Linked DNA regions of Gossypium hirsutum: region 2 is linked to region 1. A link is a contact called in public Hi-C data. All regions are on one chromosome and are shown on one strand. The core of a region is the stretch at or near the end of the contact, and the rest is flanking DNA. Distances in the headings are between cores, read along the strand shown. Region 1 holds the start of LOC107926784 (receptor-like protein 9DC3). Region 2 has its middle 18 kb from the start of LOC107926839.

Region 1 (4,826 bases), core at 1,240-3,739:
GAACTGCGGCCCGTGACATGTAATGCATACCTAAAAATAAATTTAGATTCAATCACATGGCAGAACATATACAAACATAAATCTTTTACAGAATCATAGTCACAACAGAACCGCAACAGTGCTGCCAGTATTTGGCGAGATATCGTCTCACACAGAATACTTCCTCCTCATAATACAAATCCTGCCCCATAGCCAGATACAGATAGAATATCAGCTATAGCAGAATAATAGATACCAGAACTTATATCACATGCATGCTCGTATAACAGTTACTAAACATGCTTATACATAACAGATCAAACATATCGCATCTCATTACATGTATTTAAGTGTTGTTTACATAAAATTCATACTAACAGATTAGCAGATTTCATGTTTTAGGGTTTATAAAAACACATACCGACCTCCACGGAAGGCCCATAGTTGATTGGGACGACATGTATGACCCTAGGAAAGAATTCTAAAATTTGGGCCCACACAACCCAAAATGGCCTCACTCGTGTGGCCCACAAGGCCCAAAATGGCATAGGCATTGTGTGACGTGTTGCACACGGCCTACCGCATGGCCGTGTGGCATCAACAAACCCCAATTTTGGCTTTCACCAATCACTATTTTTTGATTTTCTCGTTACATGCTTGATCCAATTCCAATGTCAAAACACCCACAAGACTCCTGAAACCCAAACACGTCAATTAAACACTATTTGAGACGAATTTCCAACCCAGTTCACAACAACCAATAAAACCAACTTCAACTTACTAACCCGAATTTTGACATTTTTAACTCGAATTAACTACTCACCTTTAAGAAAATAACAGGCCGCCCACAATCCTAAGTCATTGAAGGATTGTTCGCCTCACCAATTTCTCCTAAAAATGCAATCGATTAGGCATATGAACGTTTTCACCCAGAAAATAACAATACGAGTAAACCCATTTACAATGTGGGAAAGAATTCAAGAATACTTACACGAACAAACAACCAAATAATCACAACCCCGCACTCGCAACGGAAAAGAAAACAAGAACAAGTGGATCAACATCACAAAGAGGAAGTGAGTTAAACGCCCAAAAGATCGAAGTAGCCGCCAAAATAATGAGAAATAGAAAACATGGGAATGAGAGCAAATGAACAAAGGAGAAGAATGAAGAAAATTGAATTGCAAGAGGCAGGAGTTTGACGGCGTGATTTGGGGAAAAATTGAAGCAATTCTCTAACCCCACTCTTTGCAATTTTATTTTGAAAGCATTTGAATTCACTTAAAATTCAATAACTAAATCAACACACACTAAAGAACAACTCGCAAAAGGACTGGAACATCCATTCTCCACCCCTTTAGAGCATTAGCCATCGAAACAGACACTTACTTGTGTCAACTTCAACAAATAACAACTCTTTTTTTGAGGACGCTACAGCATATGAGTTCTAGCTGTGACTATAGACCATACATGAAAGATACTCCAGTCCACACCACTACACTCAACAAAGCATAACATCAATTAAAATATTTTATTTTTTTGAACTCAAAATTGTCTCAATCAAACTTATCTTCATTCTTCTAACTGTAGTTTTAAATGTTAGTTAATTTTGATATATTTAATTATATGTTTTAAGCGAAATTCCTTCAATTACTCCTCTCTAAAACCTTTATCTCTTCCGTAACAAATTGTTAGGTATAATTTGATTTTTCTTTTTTCTCCTTTTGATGTTACTTTTATGCAATTCCATCTTATTATTACGTAATCAAAATAAAAGTTACTTTAGATATGTGTTTGGAAGATAGTGGTAGTTTTCATTTCGTAGATTACAATCTTAGAGTCGTCCTCATGCATCTCAAAATTGTTAGAAGTAGTATAGTAAATTAACCAATCATTTTATTGGCTATACAAAGCATGTATTACACCACAAATACAATTCATTTACATTTATTGTTTCAATGAATCTTCAAACTCCTAATTCTAATTCTACTCCAAATTTTCTTCAAGGACGAATTCCAACTCTGCCATCTTCATTGCAATGCTGTCTCCTTTCAGAGAATAACTTAGTTGGAGAAATCCCTTCTTCAATATGCAATTTGAGTTCCCTTATAATTCTCTCTTTATTTAAGAATAGTTTGTGTTGAACAATTCCGAAGTTTGCTCAAGGTTGCACGTTACAAAGTTTTCAAATCAACAACAACCAGTTAGAAGGGTCACTACCACGATCTTTGGCTAATTGTAAAGATTTGGAGCTTCTCGATGTTGGGAACCACTATTTAAATGATACTTTCCCAGACTGGTTAGGAAATTTGGATCATCTATAAGTTCTTATTTTGAGATCGAATAGATTCCATGGCCAAGTGGTTAGCTCTAATGTTATTGTTTCCTTCACTCATTTGCATGTCATTGATCTTTCTCACAATAATCTCAGTGGCTACTTACCTATCAAGTTTTTGGAGAATTTGCATGACATTAGAAAAGGGAATGAAAAGAAAGGTAAACGGGAGTACATGACGAATTCACTAGTTAATGGAACAGAGTACTATTATGTGGGAGGTTTATCTTTCATGGCAAAAGGGTTGGAAATAGAGTTTGAAGCACTATTAACCAGTTGGATGGTAATTGACTTTTCAAACAATAAATTCTTGGGATAAATTCCTAAAACACTTGGTGAACTTCATTCACTTATTGTCCTAAACCTCTCTCATAACAGCTTAATACGTCCTATCCCATCATCATTGGGTGATTTGTTAGAGCTTGAATCCTTAGATCTCTCATCAAACAAGCTCCAAGGAAGAATTCCAACAGAATTAACAAATCTTGGATTCTTAACAGTGTTAAACCTTTCTCAAAATAATTTAACAGGACCCATTCCTCAAGGAAAACAATTTAACACTTTCAACAATGATTCCTACATAGGAAACTTGGGTTTATGCGGGTTGCCATTTTTAAATAGATGTGATAATGATGAGAAAACTCCAGCCAAATTTGATGGAGATGATGATGAAGAATTGAATTGGAGATTTTCTATATTGATGGGATACGGATGTGGGTTGGTGTTGGGAGTGAGCTTGGGATACATTGTACTCACAACTGGAAAGTCATGGTGGCTGATTAGGATCGTCGAGAAAGTTCAGGAAAGATTTGCAAAATGGTAGAGAAGTGAATTCTTTGGCGGCTTTTTTATTTTTTATTTGCAAAACAAGTTTTATAGTTGTGGTGACCTTCTGCTTTATTGTATGTTGTATTGTTTGTAATATGTTTTCCTGTTGATGCACTAGATTATAAAGATGGTATTAATTGGTGCCTTCCATGTGTTTTCGTATCTTCTTAACAAAACTGATGTCGCTAGTTAGAATTAAATAAAATAACAAGAGAGGTTGGTTAATTTCTTCCAAAGATAGAGTTGGTAAAGAAGAAAGGGAGGTAATATTATTTTTGATAGACCATAGGCATATTAAAAGAAGAAGATTCCACTGACTATAACGTAAAGAGAACATGGTTAGCTTAATTGGCGCACCCAATGAGCATTGTTGAGACATATGATTTTGGGTTGTAAAAAAATACATTGTCATTGTATCACATACTCATCTCAATATAAATATATATATATAATTTTATCTATTCTTTTTCATTTTAAAATTTTTAAATATAAACATACAGAGACGAATCTAGAGCGGGCCGTTGGTGTGGGCTCTGCCCCTTAAAATAAAAAATTATTATTTAGGCCTTTAAATTTTTTAAAATTTTAAATTAATAAAGGTAAAATTGCACTTTGGCCTCCCCTATATTTAATTTTTTTTTTAAAAATTATAAAGATATAGACTATAAAAAATTAAAATTGTTCTGGCTTCGCCTCTGTAAACATAACTAAATTGATTGAAGGTATAAAGTTGATAACTATGCTAATTAAAAAATGTCATGTGATTGATTCCTTCATTTAGTTAACCGATTAGATGATTTAGAAAAACAATGTAAAAAACTTTGATGATTAAAAATTTCAACTTTTGACCCTTCTTTAAATTTTATCATGGATAAAAATTAAAATATATATATTATAAAAACTTTCAATATATATTTATAAAATTTAATTAATTAAAATATCTAATATCATTAAGATGAAGTTTACAAATTTTAACATAAAAGTGATGTTTTTAGGGAATATAAAATTATCAAAAACATGTTTTGTGAATGGATTTTTTATTCCTTCAATTTTATAAAAAAAATTATTTTAGCCCTTTATTTAATTTTTTTTTAATCCTTGAACTTGTATTTTTTTTGTCAAATCAACCTAAAACAGATGGAAATGTTAACATTTGTTAATTTTGTTGATGTACATGACATGTCAGCGTTTAATTAATTTTAAAATTTTAAAAATATTTAGAAAATACTTTATATTTTGTATATTTTTTAATAATTATAATGATTTTTTATTTTTCAAAATAATTTTTTGAATTTTTTGAATTTTTTAAATCTGAAAAAATAATTAAATGATCTTTTACTTTTTCTAGTTACTAAATTATTCAAAATTAGTTTTCTTGGTCATTGAAAGTTAACAACCATTTGAAATTTGATGAAAGTGCTAACGAGTATTTTTTTATTGGTCTAATAACAAATTTAACCCTCTAACGCTTACACATTACTTAACTAAATCAATTTTCATGAAAAGGGGTTATTTCAAGTTAATCGAGAAGGAAGGATCGTGTTCCATAAGTTAGGATACAATGCTTTAAATTCCAGAAAACGAGAATAAACACTAAAATTTTATTTTAAAATATATTCGATTATCTCGGTTTTAGAAAGAAAACATATTCCGTAAGTTAGGAACACGACTTTTCTAATTCCAA
Region 2 (4,826 bases), core at 762-3,261, 67 kb after region 1:
AAAGAGATACACTGAAGTTTTCAAAAAACATTTCGAGATATCTTTTCCCTACATATTTTTCAAACTATTTTTGGTGATAGACGAAGGTAAGACTACTATCCGTTGATCACTGTAGCCGTGCTACTACTGTGCTCTTTTTCTTGTTATATCCTGAGATACAATTGACCAATGTTTCTCCAGCACCAAAGCAACAGTCGAATCTATCTTAAGGAAACTGTGAAAACAGGTCTCAACTTCCAATCTATTTTTCCTACCTACCTACGAGTATAATATTTTAATCCAGTCTTTATTTTTGTTCTTTTTTTATTATATAAATATATGTTAATTTATATTGTTCTTGTTCGATCTTGTGATTTAAATATATTTTAATTTAATATTTATTTATTTTACTAATGCGTGTGCAACAAAATTTTGACAAGCAAATATTAGATCATTGATTGTCTAAGTTCAAACTAATGATAAGTGGGATTTTAAGAACGTTTACATTGCGAGAAAGAAAACTTACTTAATTAAATAATCTAAATGAGTCTGTAATCTCGTAAAAGAATCAAAGTGAGCATTTGATTCAAATACTTATAAGGATTATTATGTTGTCTACAATTCCAATTGAAGATATAACTAGTTTTGGCTATCGGAGCAGTTGACTCCACGGGTAGAGACATAGATGCATTTATAGGAAGAATGATATATTATACTAAACCCAAGATGAATTAATTATGAATCTGTTTGGGAATTAATTCACTTGTGACACTCATGGTGTAATTTAACTAAATCTCGGGTTATTCACTGACCATGCATATGTAACATATGTGCTTTAATAAAAGTGGAGACTTATGCTCTAAAGATGATTGAGTCTATAGCCAATATATTGTGTACATGACTTGTGTATGGTATGGCTTTACTAGAAATAGTGTAATTCATAGCTTAATAAAATAGTTAACGATACCTTTTTATTGGCATTGGGTGGATTGATAAATATGTAACGTGGCCACGGGTTGCTTGTTCTCAAACCAGCAATTTATCACAATTATTTTTTCACAATGATCATGATAATCATTAATAAAACATAATGGTGAAAATGAGATAAAATAGGATTATATTGAGTTAACGAATTTAACTCAAAGGGTCAGTATCTTAGTTGTTGCTTTAGCCATTGGAACCTCTACTGGAAATGCTTTGGTTAAAAACAGGCTCGAAGATATTGTGGTTGTGGTTGTGGTTGTGGCTGTAGTTTACAATGGAGCGACAATTTTTTTTGTTCATGATCATAAAATCATAATATTATATTTGGATAGATAAAATAAGATTATTTTTTGCTTTAGTAAAACTAAAAAAATAATAACAACAAAATTACAAGGATCCAAATAACAAGAGTAGACAGATTGGGAAATTAAGGATCCAGTCTGACTGCTAAGAAATTACACAAAAATAAATCAAGCAAAATGGGAAATAGGAATTCTTACGAGAGTAGCAGGTTTGCTTGAAACACATCGGAAAAATACGATCAGCTTTTGGTTTTTGATTGAGCAATATCATCGAACAGCTGGAAGACCAGGCTTCTGATTTTCGAATGAGGCAACAATGGGAGGATTAAAAAGAGAAGAAGGAATGGGGAGTTGGTTGTGGGTTGATTTTTTTTTTTGATTTTTTAGGGTGGCGGGTTGGTGGTGACAGTGGGAAGATGAAATAGAGAAGAGGGAAAGGGTGGTGACAATGATAGAAACCAAACTAGAAATCTAGAAGACTGAAGAAGAATAAGAACAGAGAAGAAGAGACCAAACAGAGAGAGAGAATAATTTTTACAACTGTATTCTCTTCTTGAACATTTCCATCCCTTACATGTGAAAATATAGGGAAAATAATAACAGCAAAAATAATAGAAAAAACAACAAAATATACGATAAGATTGCCATGCACAAAACGCACCATTTTATTAACTTGATGTTTCGCACTGTTTGACCAATTCCCTTAGGCCCACTATCTCAGCCCAACTGGTCTCAGCCCAAACTGGTTCATGGGTCCATAACAATTACTTCCCCTACGAAAGGATCCTTATCCTCAAGGATCGAAATGAGGATAGACCATCTTCAACTTCTTCAAAGGTTCCCTATTAGCATCATTGATGAAAGAGTTTGTCCATTCAACCAAAACTTCTATTGCAGCCGCATTTCTACATTTCACCATTCGTCCATCGATGATGCGAATAGGTTCATTGGCCAAAGATCATTAGTCGTCCATCACTCGAAGAGCTGGTTGCACCTGAGCAGTACCAACATGTTTCTTAAGTTGCAAAATATGAAATGTAGGATGGACCCTCGATCCTTATGGTAGTTGGAATCTATATACCACCTTCCCAATCCTACTGACCACCCAATAAGGTTCGAAAATTTTGGGAGCCAACTTTTTATTCAACACCTTTTTGACCAAATGCTATCTGTATAGCTAAAGTCGTAAATAAACCCAGTTCCCTTCGTAAAAATCGCAACCTGTGCGATCCTTATCAGCTTGCTGTCGCATTTTATCTTGAGCTTTTCTGAGATAAAATTTTAGTAGCTACCTAGCAGCCTCCCAACACTGCAAACTCCTATCCATAGTGGCCACGAAAGACACCCCGGCTAAGTATGGCGTGTGAAGAGGAAGAGATTGGCCATATAAGGCCTCATATGGAGTACACTTAATAGCTGAGTGGAAACTGGTGTTATACCACCACTCAGCTAAAGAAAACCAGTTGACCGAGTCCTATGGTTTCTCTCTCGTCATGCAACATAAGTAACCTTTCAAACACTTATTGAGCACTTTCGTTTTTCCATTGGTCTTCGGATGGTAAGTTGTGGAAATGTGGAGTTTTGTACCTACTTTCTTGAACAAGTCCTGCCAAAACTGGCTAACAAAAATCTTGTCCCTATCAGAATTAATGGAATCGGGTATGCCATGTAACTTGTACACGTTATCCAGAAACACTTGAACAACAGTGAGAGCAAAGTAAGGATGGGATAAAGCCATGAAATACGTGTACTTCGTAAGGTGGTCCATGAAAACCAGAATCACATTTTTGCCTTTGGAGCAAGGCAGCCCTTCAATAAAATCTATAGCAATGGAAGACCAAGCTTGTTCGGGAATGGGTGATGGCTATAACAGACCTGGAAGAGTGACAGTTTCGATCTTGTTTCTTTGATAGAGGTGCATTCATGTATCACTTGTTTGATGTCCTTAGTGAGTCCTTTTCAATACAACTGACTATTGATTCTCTTGATAGTAGCATGAACCCCCAAATGGCCATCGAGAACACTGTCATGGAATAACTTAAAGAGTTCCTATTTCAAACTGCCTACATTCCTAACCACAATCATGTCTTTCCTTCGAAGGAATATGCCATCCCAACTAAACTCTAGGTGGGAGTTGTTCTACTATTGGACCTTACCACACAACTTCCATAGTTTAGGATCCAACTGATAAGATGTTTCTACATGAGACAGCAGTTGAGAGCTAACAGCACTAGAGGTAAGCAGGAACAATTGCCCATCACGCAAAACAGGCTAACTGGACAAAGCATCAGCAGCTGAGTTTCCAGACCCATTTCGATATAATACCTCAATAAAAGCTAGTCATCTTAGGAACCCATTTTTGTTGAAAGGGTGTAACTTCCATCTTCTCAGTCAAGAATTTTAAGCTTTAATGGTTCATACGAATTTTAAAATGTCTCCCTATCAAGTAATAATGCCATTTCTTAACCGCTAAACGAGCAGCCATCATTTCTATTTCGTAGACTGATAAGGCTTAATGTTCCATGCCGATCCTTTGCTAAAATAGGCCATCGGTTTGCCCAACTGCTAAAGAAAAACCCTACCCCAAAACTGGAGGCATCCGTATCAATACAAAACTCTAGCTGAAAGTTGGGAAGAACAAGTACAAGGCAGAGCATAAGGATGTTTTCAACTACTGAAAAGCTCAAGTAGCCTATTTCGTACAATCCTAAGCATTCTTTTAAGCAAATCTGTTAAGGGCCTTGCCAGGATACCATGATCCTTAATAAATTGCCTACAGTACCCTAAAAGTCCCAAGAACCCTTTAAATTCCTTCACAGTGGTAGGAAAAGGCCAATTTGCAACACACGCCACCTTGGATTCATCAATGGAAACAGTCCCTCGAGAAATGACATACCTTAAATACTCTACTTGTTCTATTCCAAAGCAGCACTTGTTTCTTCAAACAAAGAGTCTATGGTGTCTCATGATCAAGAAGGCATTACGAATATGTGTCAAATGATCCCTCTAATTGGTTGAGAAGACCAAAATATCATCAAATTTTAAAATGTGGAGGGAGCATTGGTAAGGCCAAAAGGGATCACCAAGAACTCATATTGTCCCTCATAAGTTTAAAAAGATGTTTTAGGAATGTCAGATTCAAACATTCTGATTTGATGGTATCCCGCTTGCAAATCAAGCTTGGAAAATATCCTAGCTTGGCCTAACCTGTCAAAGAGCTCCTCGATGATTGGTATTGGAAAACTGCCTCCACAGTCAACCGGTTGAGTTGTTTATAATCTACACAAAGTCTCCATCCCCCGTCTTTTTTCTTAACCATCACCACTAGAGAGGAAAAAGGACTACAACTATCTCTAATGATACTCGCTTGAAGCATCTCCTTGATTAACCTTTCCAGCTCAAACTTTTGAACCATGGGATGTAATGCCTCAAAATTTCTAATTTCGTTATTGTGAAAATATAACACAAATATCTGTCAACTTTAGTGGTTATGTATTTTGGGAGTGTTTGGGAGGTCCCAAGTTCAAGACTTCGCTTGGGCAAATTTTGGTATTTTGAATG

What was found. A called contact is a pair of places that touch in the nucleus more often than the background predicts.
Region 2: a Hi-C map of leaf shows a contact between it and region 1, with 1.9 times the contacts expected there. The contact joins the enhancer-like site here to the promoter of LOC107926784 in region 1. A contact is called at or near these places in 3 of 34 Hi-C or Micro-C datasets (all in leaf).

What each region holds. Positions count from the first base shown.
Region 1 is chrD11:58,095,597-58,100,422 of Gossypium_hirsutum_v2.1, forward strand. LOC107926784 (receptor-like protein 9DC3) reads left to right here and starts at 2,490. Exons shown (of 3, transcript XM_016857710.1): 1 at 2,490-2,557; 2 at 2,693-3,062. The coding sequence starts at 2,490.
Region 2 is chrD11:58,162,825-58,167,650 of Gossypium_hirsutum_v2.1, forward strand. No RefSeq gene overlaps it. Among protein-coding and RNA genes, the nearest start is that of LOC107926839, 18 kb to the right of the region's middle. Within about 2 kb of position 2,012, at least 1 of the 9 cell types and tissues checked has an H3K27ac peak or open chromatin away from gene starts, as enhancers often do. A contact at or near this core is called in leaf, where this site is marked.